2 separate regions of the Mus musculus genome follow, and region 2 is linked to region 1. The links are chromatin contacts, called in public Hi-C maps. All regions are on one chromosome and are shown on one strand. The core of a region is the stretch at or near the end of the contact, and the rest is flanking DNA. Distances in the headings are between cores, read along the strand shown.

Region 1 (7,440 bases), core at 3,092-5,591:
TCCAACATATATAAAGAACTCAAGAAGGTGGACTTCAGAAAATCAAATAACCCCATTAAAAAATGGGGCTCAGAACTGAACAAAGAATTCTCACCTGAGGAATACCGAATGGCAGAGAAGCACCTGAAAAAATGTTCAACATCCTTAATCATCAGGGAAATGCAAATCAAAACAACCCTGAGATTCCACCTCACACCAGTCAGAATGGCTAAGATAAAAAATTCAGGTGACAGCAGATGCTGGCGTGGATGTGGAGAAAGAGGAACACTCCTCCATTGTTGGTGGGAGTGCAGGCTTGTACAACCACTCTGGAAATCAGTCTGGCGGTTCCTCAGAAAACTGGACATAGTACTACCAGAGGATCCAGCAATACCTCTCCTGGGCATATATCCAGAAGATACCCCAACTGGTAAGAAGGACACATGCTCCACTATGTTCATAGCAGCCTTATTTATAATAGCCAGAAGCTGGAAAGAACCTAGATGCCCCTCAACAGAGGAATGGATACAGAAAATGTGGTACATCTACACAATGGAGTACTACTCAGCTATTAAAAAGAATGAATTTATGAAATTCCTAGCCAAATGGATGGACCTGGAGGGCATCATCCTGAGTGAGGTAACACATTCACAAAGAAACTCACACAATATGTACTCACTGATAAGTGGATATTAGCCCCAAACCTAGGATACCCAAGATATAAGATATAATTTGCTAAACACATGAAACTCAAGAAGAATGAAGACTGAAGTGTGGACACTATGCCCCTCCTTAGAATTGGGAACAAAACACCCATGGAAGGAGTTACAGAGACAAAGTTTGGAGCTGAGATGAAAGGATGGACCATGTAGAGACTGCCATATCCAGGGATCCACCCCATAATCAGCATCCAAACGCTGACACCATTGCATACACTAGCAAGATTTTATTGAAAGGACGCAGATGTAGCTGTCTCTTGTGAGACTATGCTGGGGCCTAGCAAACACAGAAGTGGATGCTCACAGTCAGCTAATGGATGGATCATAGGGCTCCCAATGGAGGAGCTAGAGAAAGTAGACAAGGAGCTAAAGGGATCTGCAACCCTATAGGTGGAACAACATTATGAACTAACCAGTACACCGGAGCTCTTGACTCTAGCTGCATATATATCAAAAGATGGCCTAGTCGGCCATCACTGGAAATAGAGGCCCATTGGACTTGCAAACTTTATATGCCCCAGTACAGGGGAACACCAGGGCCAAAAAGGGGGAGTGGGTGGGCAGGGGAGTGGGGGTGGGTGGATATGGGGGACTTTTGGTATAGCATTGGAAATGTAAATGAGCTAAATACCTAATAAAAAATGAAAAAAAAAAAAAAGAAAGAAATAAGTGAAGAAAAACTAATACAAAAAAAAAAAAAAAAAAAAAAAGCAGCACCAGTTCTGGGCTCAAGGTCTCTTCGCCTCTACAATCAAGCTCTCTCAATAAACGTGTGCAGAAGGATCCTGTTGCAGCGTCGTTTTTCCTGGCCAGTCGAGCGCACGCAAGACAGGATGGTTAGAAATTTTTGCAGAGGGTCATATTCGATCTTAAATACTCCTGAGGATGAATACGAGGCTGCCAGAGGGAAAGATGGTCAAGGCATCTAATGACCAGAGCACAGAACCAGGCCTAAGACCTGCTGTCTCCTTTACTTACACCAGGGCAGTCCTCCCTTCCTGATACAGGAACTGGTTTGCTAAGCCCCTCTACTCTACCTAAGAGATAGATTCTTGTTAGGGATTAGTTCTAGTGCTTTGTCTTAATTCAACTCACAAAAGTGGCGCTTCCAGAATTGGCTGGGCAGGGAGACAGGTGGGACTTTTAGATTGTGTGGGCAAGGGACTGAAGGAGCCACAGAAGCCACTCCTGTGATTGGATCTGAGGTAGCAGAGATAAAATATAGATTTTAAAAGATGTTTACTCAGGAATACTGGAGGGGCATGTGTGCTAGCTGTGGGGACGTTTAGAAGTGTCCAGTCATTGAGCTAGTCAAGGCATATTAAAATTAGCTGGTGTGTGTGTGTGTGTGTGTGTGTGTGTGTGTGTGTGTGTGTGTGTGTTGTGTTGTGTTTATGTATGTGTGTGTGTTTCATTTGTGAATCCAGAGCTCTTGGGCTGTGCAGGACATGCACATGTGACCCAGTAGCTAGAGTGGTTAACTAATTCACCACTACAGGCTCTATATGTTCCCATTGTATGGATAAAGCCACTAAGCCCCAGAGCAACAGTATCCTTTATACAGCATCCCATGGCTGGAATGTGGGAGCATTTCTGGTTATGGGGCCTATAGCCTTTCTTCAATACCCTATTGTATGTGTTCCTCAGAGTGGCTAGTGTGTACAAGATTCAGAGGTCTAGAACATGTGTGTTTGCACTCAGGGCACGAGATTATCGAGCCAATCCGGCTACCCATTTCCTTCCAGGTGTAAGAGTTCAGTCAGCACAAGCACCTCCAGCCAGTACAGAACCACTTCCTGTCTGCCTTTGAGGCTGTCTTCTCTTGATGGCTTTCAGAGGCTTGGAGCTCAGGTCCGTTTGACAGAATAAGAAGGGAAGCTAGCCCATTTTCATCCACCCCATTTCCTAAGCACTCTGAGGTAACTTCCGTTTGCTTTCCTGTTTAGGCCGGGATGGCCATGCTTCAGTGTGCCCTCCATACCCACAGCAAGCCCTAGCATCTCAGGGCCCAGACTGAAGGGTGGGGCAGGAAGTCCCACCCATGCATCTATTGGCCATAGCTTTGCCAGAGAATGGGCTTCTTAAAGAACTTAGTGGCTGCAGCCTGGAAAGAGATAGCAGAGGACGCAGAGTGAAAGGAAACCCAGAGGAAGCACTGCTTGCAAGCCGGAAAGCCTTCGCATTCTAAGCCCCACCCCTGCTGTGAATTCCTAACAGGGTTTTTTGGTCCAAACCTGCAGCTTGATCTTGTTAAAATAAATGTAGTAAAATGGAGTCAACATGGACACTCCCTGTGACCTTGCTCCAGAGACTCTCCAGCTTTGGCCTGTGTTTTCTCCGTGCAAAGTGAGCAAATGATTGGAATCCATACCTAGTGGCTTTCCTATTTCCCGGTGATTTGATGGTGGGTAAGCCTCTTATCCTCTCCTTACCTCAGGGTCCACATCTCTAAGAGGAGATCATGAAAGTCCCCAGGAACTGGCACGGGAATAAACACACTATCAAACACCAAGCCCCTCAGAAACATACTGAGGCCAGCTAAGTGCCCTGCAGTTAAATTTGCTGTCACGGCTACATTTTTCTTTGGTGAAAGAGAAATAACAACAGCGTTGACATAGGGCTGTGGTAAAGAGCGACTAGATATCCCAGAGGGATTAGTACAGAGATGGTGCAGGGAAGGGAGAGTAGAAAGGCTGGCCAGAGAGACTCCTCAATAGGGCAATTTGGCAACTCTGAATACGGGTGGCCAAATTTTATCTCTGCTAATTAGCAAGTGAGTAGATCTGGTTAACTTATGCAGTTTATTTATCTAGGAAGGGATATTTGGCGGAAAGGGGAAAGTTGGAAGGCAATGGGATGCGTGGAAATCACAGTGGCGGCAATCAGGCTTGCACACCTGGCTCTGCCATGTAGGTCTTTGTAGCTGGGTTTTTCCTCTCCTTGGGCTTCTGCTTCTTCCTCTTCTGTAAACGGGAGCTCCAAGTAAGATCCCAAGTGATGGTTTCTTTTTGTTTTGTTTTGTTTTTTGATTTTTGGTTTTTTTGTTTGTTTGTTTTGTTTTACATCACTCCCATCCCCTGGTAGTTATAGACAGTAAAATTATTGAAACAACTAATTTAGTGTGGTCTAGTTGAGATGATGCCAATCTCCACTCATGACATTTCTTGCCAAGCCTATACTCGTTTGTATGACAGATAGTTATTGATCTACGGGGCTTTCATTTGTTGGAGATACATCGACGAACCAACCATACAAATTCCAGCTCTCAAGGAAGAGGGTAGACAGACCAAAAAAGTAGGAAGGATATGAATAAATGAAGAGCTTCAGACTTACAGTGTGAGTGGTTTTAGGTAGCCCTGTGCACCTGGTCCCCACTGATTGCTGTTTGTCCTTGCCCCACGGAAGCTCCCAGCATATGGTGAAACGACCATGGAATCCAAACCCTGAGAACAGTGATTCCGATGCACCTGTGCATCGGCAGGGCACTTTCATTTGAAATGAGTTATTTCTGTCAGGTCCCAGAGCAGACCTGAGGTGATCTTGTTAACATTATTTCAATTCTGAGACTTACAAGGAAGCTGAAACACAGCTTCCTGTCAGACCAACACAGCAGGTCCTGGAGAGGAGTTATTTGCACATTGCTGCCCCCTGGTGGTATTATGAAATGTAGCCATGACTTGACAGTTGAGGACAAACTGTTACCTCAGAAGCCACAGAGCTCTTGGACACATCTGTCAGATCCTGAAGTCTGAACAGTGAAGCTTTAAAAAGCTGATAACATGACTAGGAGGATGATTTCAGACAAGTTGACCACGACAAGACTTTTCACTCTGGTAGGAAAGATCTCAGATGTCCCTCTTCAGGAGTGTATGGCCAAGCCAGGGGTGTGTAAAAGATTTCCCAGTTCTGAGATCCCAGGAGTGTTGCCTAGGGAGTCCGTGTGTGAACTTTAGGGAGTCTTTTAGCTTTAGTAATGAAAGATCAGTAGTCTCCAAATGTCTAGGAGGTGTTAGATTCAGATGTCCAGGGAGCTCTGGGCCAGCACCTCAGGTAAGTCTGTGTAGTGGGACCCTGGTATTTGCTTATTTATTCACAGATTTCCTATTTTGTATCAATCTAGGTGGCTGATAACCCAGGTAGGCTACTGCTTTTAGACACAGAAGATGGGACAAGGTGGGTTCCAGAGTCTCTCTTAAATGGGTGCTAATCTGAAGCTCTGAGGGTAAGAGCATTTGCTGTGTGTGTAAGCATGAAGACCCCAGTTCAAACCCCCAGCACCCCTGTAAGAATCTTGGCATGACTGGGCACAAACCTGAAACCCCAGTGATGTGAGGGGTTATCAGGCTGGTAATTTTGACACATTTCTTAACCATTTTTAAATGTCTATTTCCTCCTCTTAGGAAGGGAACACAGTAACATGGTAGAGTTCATCAACGCAAGGTTAACGATAGGTATGCAGAAGAGACTGATAGTGTTCAGTGCCTACTAGATGCTTCCTATATACAAGCTTGTCACTAGCTTTGACCTCATCAGTCATATAAACTTACAAAGCACCTCAGGATTCATGCTGATGTGAAATCCTCTTTGTGGTGGTCTTAGAACCAGGCTACTAGTACGTTTGGAGCAATCTTCAAAAATAATGAGAAATTCTACATACACACTATGACCATTTTATAGGGTTATTTCTGTCAGAAAGTGCTTTGAAAGTCACTACAAGGACAATTCTGTTTGGTGGGGGGGGGCGTAAAAACACAAATGACCCTATTTCTCATCTTTATTTCTGATCAAGGCTATAATTTTATTGTAGAGACTAATAATTCTTATGTTGTCTAGTAGAAAAACTGGCCTGTATCTTGCTATATCTGTGCTTGAATTATTTGTCCCTGTGATGGTTTGTATATGCTTGCTCCAGGGAGTGGCAGTATTAGGAAGTGTAGCCTTGTTGGATCAGGTGTGTCAGTGTGGGCTTTAATGTCCCTGTCCTAGATACCTGGAAGTCAGTATTCTGCTAGCACCCTTCAGATGAAGATGTAGAATTCTCAGCAACTCCTACATCATGCCTGCCTGGATGCTGCCATGGTCCTGCCTTGAACCTCTGAACCTGTAAGCCAGGCCCAATTAAATGTTGTTCTTATAAGAGTTGCCTTGGTCCTGGTGTTTGTTCACAGCAGTAAGACCCTAACTGAGACAGTCCCTTTCCCCAGTCAATGCAATGAAATTTAATCACCAATGTGATGTAGGAAATGAGGCTGGGGAAGGTGGTTACATCATGAGGGCAAAGTCCCATGAGTGGGGTTTATTTTATGTTCATTCACATATACCCATGTTTATGTGTATATGTATGTGTCTGTGATGCAGTGGTCATAAAGGGACATTAGGTTTCCAGCTCTACTCTTTGCTGTAATCCTTTGAGACAGGGTCTCTCGCTAAATTTGGAGCTAGGTACCACCAAGTTGCAGCAATCATCATGTCTCCACCTCTCACAGCACTGGGGTTCCAATCTTGTGCTTGGCATGCCCCAATTTTTACAGCAGGTGCTCTTACTCACTGAGCCCTCCTGCCCCCAGCTATGGACTGATGCCCTTTTCAAAGGCTCCCCACAACGATCTTTACATGAATTTCAACTGACAGGAAAATGTCACCTATCTGCTAATAGCTTTTATTTTACAGTAAGAAAAGCATCTAAGGCTCAGGGACACCATGTGACTTAGCACGAGTCATTCAGGTAGAATGCAGGGACAGCATATGAAACTCAAGTCTATCTGACTCTTTAATCCATAATTTTACTTCCAAGTTTAAATTTTTAGCTTTTATAAAATTATGAACACATGTTGTTTATTAATCAAGTTTCAATTTTGGCTAGATTGGGCATATTCAGGGTGGCATGGCATTAGACTCAAATTTCTATTTTGAGTGTCTATATATTTCTAAATGAATAGGCTATTTTGTTATTTCTTGATCTATTCCAACCATCACCTTCTTGTTTCCAAATACTGAACGTGGGCATTTATCTATATTCCCAGCTTCCTCTCATGCTATTAGCAGTCTCCTCACCTACAAAAAAAAACAAAAAAAACAACAACAAAAAAAAAAAAACAAAAAAAATCAAAAAAAATCACAGTTCCTTAGGTTTTTTTTTTCTTTTTCTTTTTTTTTCTTTTTCTTTTTTAGTATATATATTTTTATTAGGTATTTTCTTTATTTACCTTTTAAATGTATTCCCCTTTCCTGGTTTCCCCTCCAAAAACCCCAATTCTCTTCTCCTTCACCCTGCTCACCAACCCAGCCACTTCCACTACTTTGTCCTACTCAGGGGCATAGAGCTTTCACAGGAACAAGGGCCTGTTGCATTCCCATTGATGATCGACAAGGCCATCCTCTGCTACATATACAGCTGGAGTGATGGGTCCCTCCATGTGTACTCTTTGGTTGGTCATTTAATCCCTGGGAACTCTGGGGTACTGACTGGTATTGTTGTTCCTTCTATGGGACTCCAAACCCCTTCAGCTTCTTAGGTCTTTTCTCTAGTTCCTCCATTGAGGACCCTCTGCTCAGTCAGTGGTTGGCTGAGAGCATCCACCTCTGTATTTTTCAGGCACTGGTAGAGCCCCTCAGGAGACAGCTATATCAGGCTCCTTTCAGCAAGCTCTTGTTGACATCTGCAATAGTGTCTGGGTTTAGTGACTATATATGGGATGGATCCCCAGGTGGGGCAGTCTCTGGATGGTCTTTCCTTCTGACT
Region 2 (7,440 bases), core at 1,716-4,215, 130 kb before region 1:
CCATGGTTCCTGTTTCCCACTACCTCCATGACCCCTTTCTCAGGCATGAAGTTCCCAGCTTCCACGCATGCATTTGGCCTTTCGCCCTCGGTTTTTCATATGCTTGTGCTAAAGTGGTCACAGAGACATTTTACTCCACACAATAAATAGATAAAAGTTTTAAAAATAAATTTCTCCAATATAGGTAGATAATCTAAATGTCTTCTCATCTGTTGATAAAATCTATTAACTGAATTTTAAAAGATATTTATTTTATTTTATGTGTGTGGGGTTTTTGCCTGCATGTTTGTGCAGCATATGTAGGCTGTGCCTACAGAATCCAGAAGAAGACATCAGATCTCCAGAACTGGAGTTAAAGACAGTTGTGAGCTACCACGTGGGTGCCGGGAATTGAACCAGGGTCCTACGGAAGACAAACCAGTGCTCTTAACCACCAAGGCATCTCTCCAGCCCCTTACCTATTTTTTAAGGCTGCACTGATTTGTAATAATAATAAAACAGGGGTTAGATGAAAGCAATCTTAAGCCCCACTGTTCACTGGAGCAGTTAAAGGGACTGCAACAAAAAGTTTTTAAAGTGGTCACATGGCTTAGAAAGCGGCATATGTCAAAAGGGAAGGAATTCACTGGACATAATGAAGACTTCCTATTACCATTTTTTTTATTAAAGATTTATTTTATTTATATGAGTACACTAGCTGTCTTCAGACACACCAGAAGAGGGCGTCAGATCCCACTACAGATGGTTGTGAGCCACCATGTGGTTGCTGGGATTTGAACTCAGGACCTCTGGAAGAGCAGTCAGTGCTCTTAACTGCTGAGCCATCTCTCCAGCCCCTCCTATTACTATTTTAAGCGTGCTTGCTTGCTTACGAGTCCATAACCCTGACTGTTATTGACTGTGATCACAGGACATGACAAAATTTTGTGTGGGAAGAAAATGGACACTCTCCTGCCCTCAGCAGAGCTCTGCTTTCTTCAGGTAAAGGTCAGGCTGGACACACAGCCTTTACTTAGCCCCAGACCACAGAGCTGGCTGAGCATGGTAGCTGGTGAACTCTGACCCGCAACTGAATTATCTGGACGATTTACTAACAGAGGATCACAGGCCCCTGAGTTTGTAAATGAAACACTGAGCCAGGCATGGTTAGAAGTTAGTTGATAGTGACGGTGAGCAGCTCTTGGAAGGCATGGCCCTGCCCCCGAACAGCTTGGCGAGGGCAGGACAAATGTGGACCATGAAAGCACACAGGATTGGAATTAGGAAACCTGTTTTCTAATTCCTATCCCTGTTACCATGGAGCTGAGTGCTGCTGGGTAAGTTTCTTCATTCTCTTGAGCTTCAATTCCTTTGAGTGAAATCAAAGTTATCAGTGCTTTCTCAGAAGGCCACCATAACAACTACTAGGGCGGTGGTCCTCAACCTGTGGGTTGAGACCCATTTGAGTGCATATCAGTTTTCCTGAATATCAGGTATTTGCGTTAGGCTTCGTGACAGTAACAAAATTACAGTTGGGAAGTAGCCATGAAGGGATTTTATGGTTGAGGGTCACCACAACATGAAGAACTATGGTAACCATCACAGCTTTAGGAAGTTTGAGAACCACTGTTGGGAAGTTATGTGAAGGATTCCAACCATAGGAAAAGATGACAGTCTAGAATTTTTGCAATAATGAAAGTAGAAAGTTTTCTTTCTAATCTGCATAGCCAGCTGCCCATGTGACCTTGGCTAGCCATCTCACTAGCTTTAGTTTTCTCATACATTAATGAGGCGTGAAAATCTGTAATATGGACTCTAACCTTTATTTGATACATGCTGCTGATATATTATAGAGAGGAAACTGAAGTGCAGGGGCATTATGTAAACACACATCCACACAGAAGCCAGTTTGCTTATGTCCCCAGTCCTTCTAGCTTCACATTCTGTATCCCTTGGCAGCCACCAACCTTCTCTATGGAGCAGGGGAGATGGACCAAACCCACTCTAAGTGCTCAGTAATATTTCCCCTTAATTCTTCTCCTTTTACATTCTATATTCAGTTCCTCTATCTTATGACGTAGCATAGCAAACATGTCAAACAGCAAGCATCCAGTGTGTTTAGCTCCTACCTATAAAATGAAAACTAGCTTGTGCTATGTTATGACCACTCACGTGCTTGTTCTAACTGAGTTGACATTTGCTGTGTCTTTCAGTCAGTCCAGGAGACAGATGACATCTATTTAGGTGACGGTGAGGGGAAGAACGAGACCACGCTTGCTCACCATCACCCTCACTGGATGCCATGGCGTGAGCCCAAATTACACAAAGAAAGACAGATTTTATCAGCTAGTATTAGAAGTGCTTATTCTTGTAAATTTGGGAAATTTCCAGGGAGTCTGGAGCACACACGTTAAGCAAGGGTGTGGTACCTTTCAAATTTAAATAAAAACTTTGTGGGAGATAGAATCTGGTAGTGGGGCAGGTGGTGAGATCTTGGGGGACACATGTCTCATACAGACTTTGAACCATGATGAGGGCTCTAAAAAAGGACACTGGACTCTTGAAGAAGCTGTATGGTTTTATGGCAGAAAAATCCACTGAAAACAAAATGATTCCTTTGAAGTTTGTTATTCTCTCTCCATGATTCCAAAGTCACAAGCCACAATCCAATTTAAAATACTGATTAAAAAAATGCACGCCGAACTTGCACACCATTTATGAGAGCACACATTCTATTCTCGGAATTGCTCTTAACAAGAATCCATTGTTTCTCGTACAGTTGCTTATGCTCCTGTCCTGAGCTATCCCCCTCAGCCACGTGGAGTGGCACATTTGTTTAATCATAAAATGGACAGTAAATAAATCAGCACTCTTAGCAAACTGTAAATCAAGCACAGGATCTATCCATTACAAAGTACTCTAGACAGAGCAGGGTTGGCTCAGAGGTTTTCTTCCTCCTCTCTTAGACTCTCAGAGCAAATCAAAGGCAGCACCTTCACCCTGGGTTCAGCAGGAGCAGACTCGCAGGCAATCCTGTCTTTCAGGGGGAGGTGAGATGTCTTCTTTGCTTGTTCCCAAGGTTTCTGAGTGATACTCCCTGTAAGTACTGATCTGTGAGAGGAGGAGTGGAAGTCTGGGGGCTTTTCAAAACCAACCCAGGCAAAGCTGAGCCCCACTTTCACTTTTCCTCTTCAGTTTGGCACAAGTGTCTCCCATAACTGTTTAATCGACTAAGCCTGAGTCAGTAAACACCCCGAAGTATCAAAGAAGCACACAGAGAGTGTAAGACAACAGAAGCCAAGACTCTTCTCCAGGGTGGAAATAGCCTGAAGATGTCTGCGTGGATGAGGAAGAGGGCTGTTTACTTTCAGCATTTTCAAGAACGTTCAACAGCTGGATGCTTGGAACTTTGCACAGATGTGGACTTTAGCGTAAAGCCCCTTTTCTCTGGCAGCAAGAAGCACTCACTCCCCTTCCCCCCTCACCTCTGCTTGGCTTCAGTGTATTTTCCTGATTTGCTTTTTAAAAGCATACTCCTAAGCTTCAAAGGGTGGCAGATAGAGGCAGCCTGGAAGGGCAGGGTGTCCAGTGGTGCAGGAGTCTCTGCAGAGTGCCTGACTATTGGAAGGGGCTTCACAAACAAAGAAAAAAGAATAAAACAAATATCCTTCTTTATCTGCTGGCTTGCTCCCTAAATCATATTTAGGAAAGAGTGCCGAGTGTTGATAATATCTAAAGTTCAGCTGAATGTCTCATGCTTCATGTGCAGGGAATCAAGGAGCTCTGACGGAGCTTTTGAGACCAGCTGCTATTATTTCTTAATTGCTGCTAGAGAGAATATTTGTGAGGGCCATCAATGTCATCACCTTCAACTGGCCGTGGGAAGATGTGAAGGTTTGTAAAGCTCCATGAGGAGCACATAGCTAGCAGAAAATCTGGTGCCAACCCCTCCCCACCCCCCCAGTCCCCATTTGCCTTTAGCACTATGTCCATAATTGGAGGTGGAAGCAGATGCACAGTTTTGATAGTGGAATTTGGCCTTTAGGAATTGTGTCACCGGACAAGGTTATTTCTGTCTCTAAGTTATGGTTCTGAAAGCTATTAAATGGGATGGTAATATTAATGGCCTTTGCTTGGGTATATATTGTGTTGATCCTTGAGAAAATGTTTCACCAAGGATACAAGCAATTGCACCATGGGACGGAATGTCATCAGCATGGCCCCTTGCTTGTGCCTCCGTTCTCATGCTCTGTTTAGTGTTGCTGGAAGAAGGCACTGAGAGAAAGGTTGAGTTTTGGTCATAGAATCGGACTCAATGTAGAGAAAACATGCCAAGCCAGATAAAGAGGCATAGCCTGTCTAGACGTTCGTTCAGAGAGATTACTAGATGTGGAAAGAGAAAACTCAAGATGAAAACACGCACTGCCTAGAATATTTATCAGCAAAGGGTAGCTTAGGGAGTCACTTAAGTATTCCAAACCAGTTTTCTCACTGGATATATGATTCCTCATTTTGCTGTGGTGATGACCTGAGGGGTGAGTAAGTCTTGTGATGGAGTCCATACTAATCAGGTTAGTGACCATATCAAAGTTACCCTTCTTCTATGTGACTATATAACCTTTGACTTCTCTGGAGGATTCAGATGATATAAGCAAAGGCTAGAGCCTTACCAGATGCTAAATTGCCTTTTATTTTGATCTTGGACCTACCAAGTCTCAAGATCTGTGAGGAATACATTGTTTATAAGTTACCAGGTCTGTGGCATTTTCTCAGAGCTTGACTACTGAATTAAGACAGTAATGTCTCCAGCATAAAATACAGAGACAATCTTGTTAATGGCCTGGGAGCACTTCTGTTTCCTACTTTATCCATGGCGCTGGTTCAGAGTCCTGATGTCAGGACTCCTGTTCTGCCCCCTCCTCTTCTAAGGAGTGCATCTTACCCCATCTCTCATCCACCTCTTGGTAATTGTCTCTCTATGATTGCCACTTTTTTTCTTCAATTGATTCCAAATCGTCTTTCCATTTTTGTTTATCCTTATAATAGGCACAGATGCCAAATAACAGATCTGTTTTCCTCTTGAAAATGTACACAGCTCAGACCTAACTCATATTTAATTATGCCATTGGCTCCTAACATCCTTTCATAAACTCATTTTTTAAATGTCATTTCAGTTAAGACTCGTGCTTTGTCTTTTGCAAGAGCAATTTTCTAATTAAGCCTTGTCTCTGATGTGCTGGACCTGACATGTGAATGTTGGCAGCATTTAACTCACTCTGTGAGTGAGGCTGGAGAGAGGGATAGCAGAGATAATTTTGATGATGCCAACTTGTGTTCCTCTCATTGGATCCTTGAAACAACTTTTCAAAGTTGGTAGTGAGTCAAAAAGATAGTTAGGTGGCCACCAATAACCAATGGTGGCCTGTGACATCTGTCTGTCTGCCTAAAGGGAAAGATGTAGTCTTACTGAAGATCTCTCCATCTACTATACTGACACATGAGGAGGGTCTGTAAGGAAACAGGGAGGGCTGCGTGAGGGCTAGCTAACAGAGAAGATATACAGTAGAAAGGTACCACATAGTTCACTGCAGCACTAAAACGAGAAAAAATATACCTGTCAGAACAGTCTGATGGATCTCTTTTTTAACTTCTTTGTGTACCACTTAATGTATTTCCCCATCCTGCTTTGCATAGGGTTACTAGTTTGGCTACCCAAGGATAGTCCTTAGAGTGAAGAGAGGCAACCAAGGACCAGACTTTTGGCCTCCTCTTTCAGCATTCTGGCCAACTTGAAGATTCTGGGGAGGGCAGGTTAGTCCATGTTTCTGCATAAACATGTTTATGTTTCATAAACACCTTTATGAAAGGGTGTTAGGAGCCCTACCTGCTCAACATTGCCATAGGGTTTTTTTTTCTAGAAAGGGAAGAAGTTGGACTTTGAGGGAACAAGATGTGAAGGGGTGTTGGAACATAAAAGAAGGAATTTTAACAGGGAAAGATATTCTCAGCCCATGTACTGCATATACAAAGAGTTAGATTGCACAGTGTTGGCCTTAGAGAGCCAAGGGACAGGTTTATTTGGTGGGTTTTGGGGAAAATGGATTATAGCAGTGAAAGTGTCACACGTATGAAACATTTTAGTAATATCTGATTTTTAGTGTCTAGATAACCAATGAGAAACCACATATTGGACTGTTTAATGAACTGAAAATATCCTTTAAAATATTTTTATTACAAATTCTTTTTGGATGAAGATAACCAGATTACTAGACTAAGGAATCATTCTTAGAAATGCAATTATTTATGTCATTCTTTAATTTGTAATTTGAAAAGTTTGATTAATTTTCTTTTGATCGCTCTTCAAAGCCTGTATCACGAACTCTCAGGATATTAAATATCAGGGAATTGGAATATGCTACTCCTCCTCAGTTTCTCCTCTCCCTTCGTGCCTTCCTCCTTCCCTCCTTCTGTTCTTCCCTCTCTACCTTCCTCCTTTCCTCCCCCTCCATTTCTTCTCTTCTTTGCCTTCTGCTCCTCCTCAATTTCTACTCTTTTTCTTTCTCTTTCTTCTTCTTTCTCTCCCTCTTCTCCCTTTCCTTCCCTGTTTCTCCAGGAATTGACAACCTGGAGCCTTGAAGTAGAATCCCCAGTTTCTATCCAGTAAGAGGCTCATAAGGATGTGGTAACAGAAGAGATGTAGGTGGCATTTCTAGGCAGTCCCCAACCTAGAAAATTCTGTCATCTTATATGGTCTTTGGGGAGCTTCAATGTGAAATTCTTTTTTGGAACATGTTAGTGTCGGTACCCAGTTAACTCTGTGCTTCTGGCTTTCCAGCAAAACAATACCAGTTTTCTCCAGTTGCTGTTTCACAACCCCTTCAATTAAATGCTTTATTTAGAACCAGTTATACTCTCCTGGGAAGCTAGAGAAACAACAACTTTAAATAATAACAAATAAACTAGGCTAATTTCCCTACCAATGACATTTTCCATTAACTGCAAAACCAAAAGAGGTTATGAGCGTAAGGATTAACAGTGCTGTGGGCCTTATTGAGTTTGGAATAGGTTCACTTGCATGTTGTACTAGTCAGTAGAATTTAATACATGCATAGATTCTCTGTTCTTTTTAAAGGCTTTGATTGCTTGTCTTAAATCCCTTCCTAGAGTGGTATTTATTTTTTCTGATTGGATGCTAATGAGCAGGATTAATGGTTTCTGGGCACATCTCTCTGTTCAAGCCTTTTAGGCATTTTGTTACTTATATCCAAATGTTTTTGTTCATTTTCTCAAATAAAATATTCCTCATCAGTATTTTTCATCTCCATCCCTTTCTTTGTCATTGCATTATATATGAATGGCTACAATAGAGTTGAGCATTTGTTGGGCTTTAGTTGCTCCATTCCTGAAGTCCTATGTGAAACTCTGTAGACGGTTTGTCTTCTCTGAAGCTGATGGTGAACC

What was found. Hi-C and Micro-C count contacts between places; a contact is called where the count stands out from the background.
Region 2: a Hi-C map of the N1E-115 cell line shows a contact between it and region 1, with 2.6 times the contacts expected there. The contact joins two enhancer-like sites. A contact is called at or near these places in 3 of 39 promoter capture datasets (the C10 cell line, cranial neural crest and hippocampal neurons), 6 of 484 Hi-C or Micro-C datasets (the N1E-115 cell line, embryonic stem cells, frontal cortex and 2 more) and 1 of 115 datasets of contacts at active chromatin or transcription factors (fibro-adipogenic progenitors).

The regions. Positions count from the first base shown.
Region 1 is chr5:43,420,147-43,427,586 of GRCm38.p6, reverse strand. No RefSeq gene overlaps it. Among named protein-coding and RNA genes, the nearest start is that of Gm43699, 70 kb to the right of the region's middle. Within about 2 kb of position 4,341, at least 14 of the 459 cell types and tissues checked have an H3K27ac peak or open chromatin away from gene starts, as enhancers often do. A contact at or near this core is called in the N1E-115 cell line, where this site is marked.
Region 2 is chr5:43,546,121-43,553,560 of GRCm38.p6, reverse strand. The region is part of intron 1 of C1qtnf7 (C1q and tumor necrosis factor related protein 7); the gene reads right to left. Among named protein-coding and RNA genes, the nearest start is that of Gm15866, 24 kb to the left of the region's middle. Within about 2 kb of position 2,965, at least 29 of the 459 cell types and tissues checked have an H3K27ac peak or open chromatin away from gene starts, as enhancers often do. A contact at or near this core is called in the N1E-115 cell line, where this site is marked.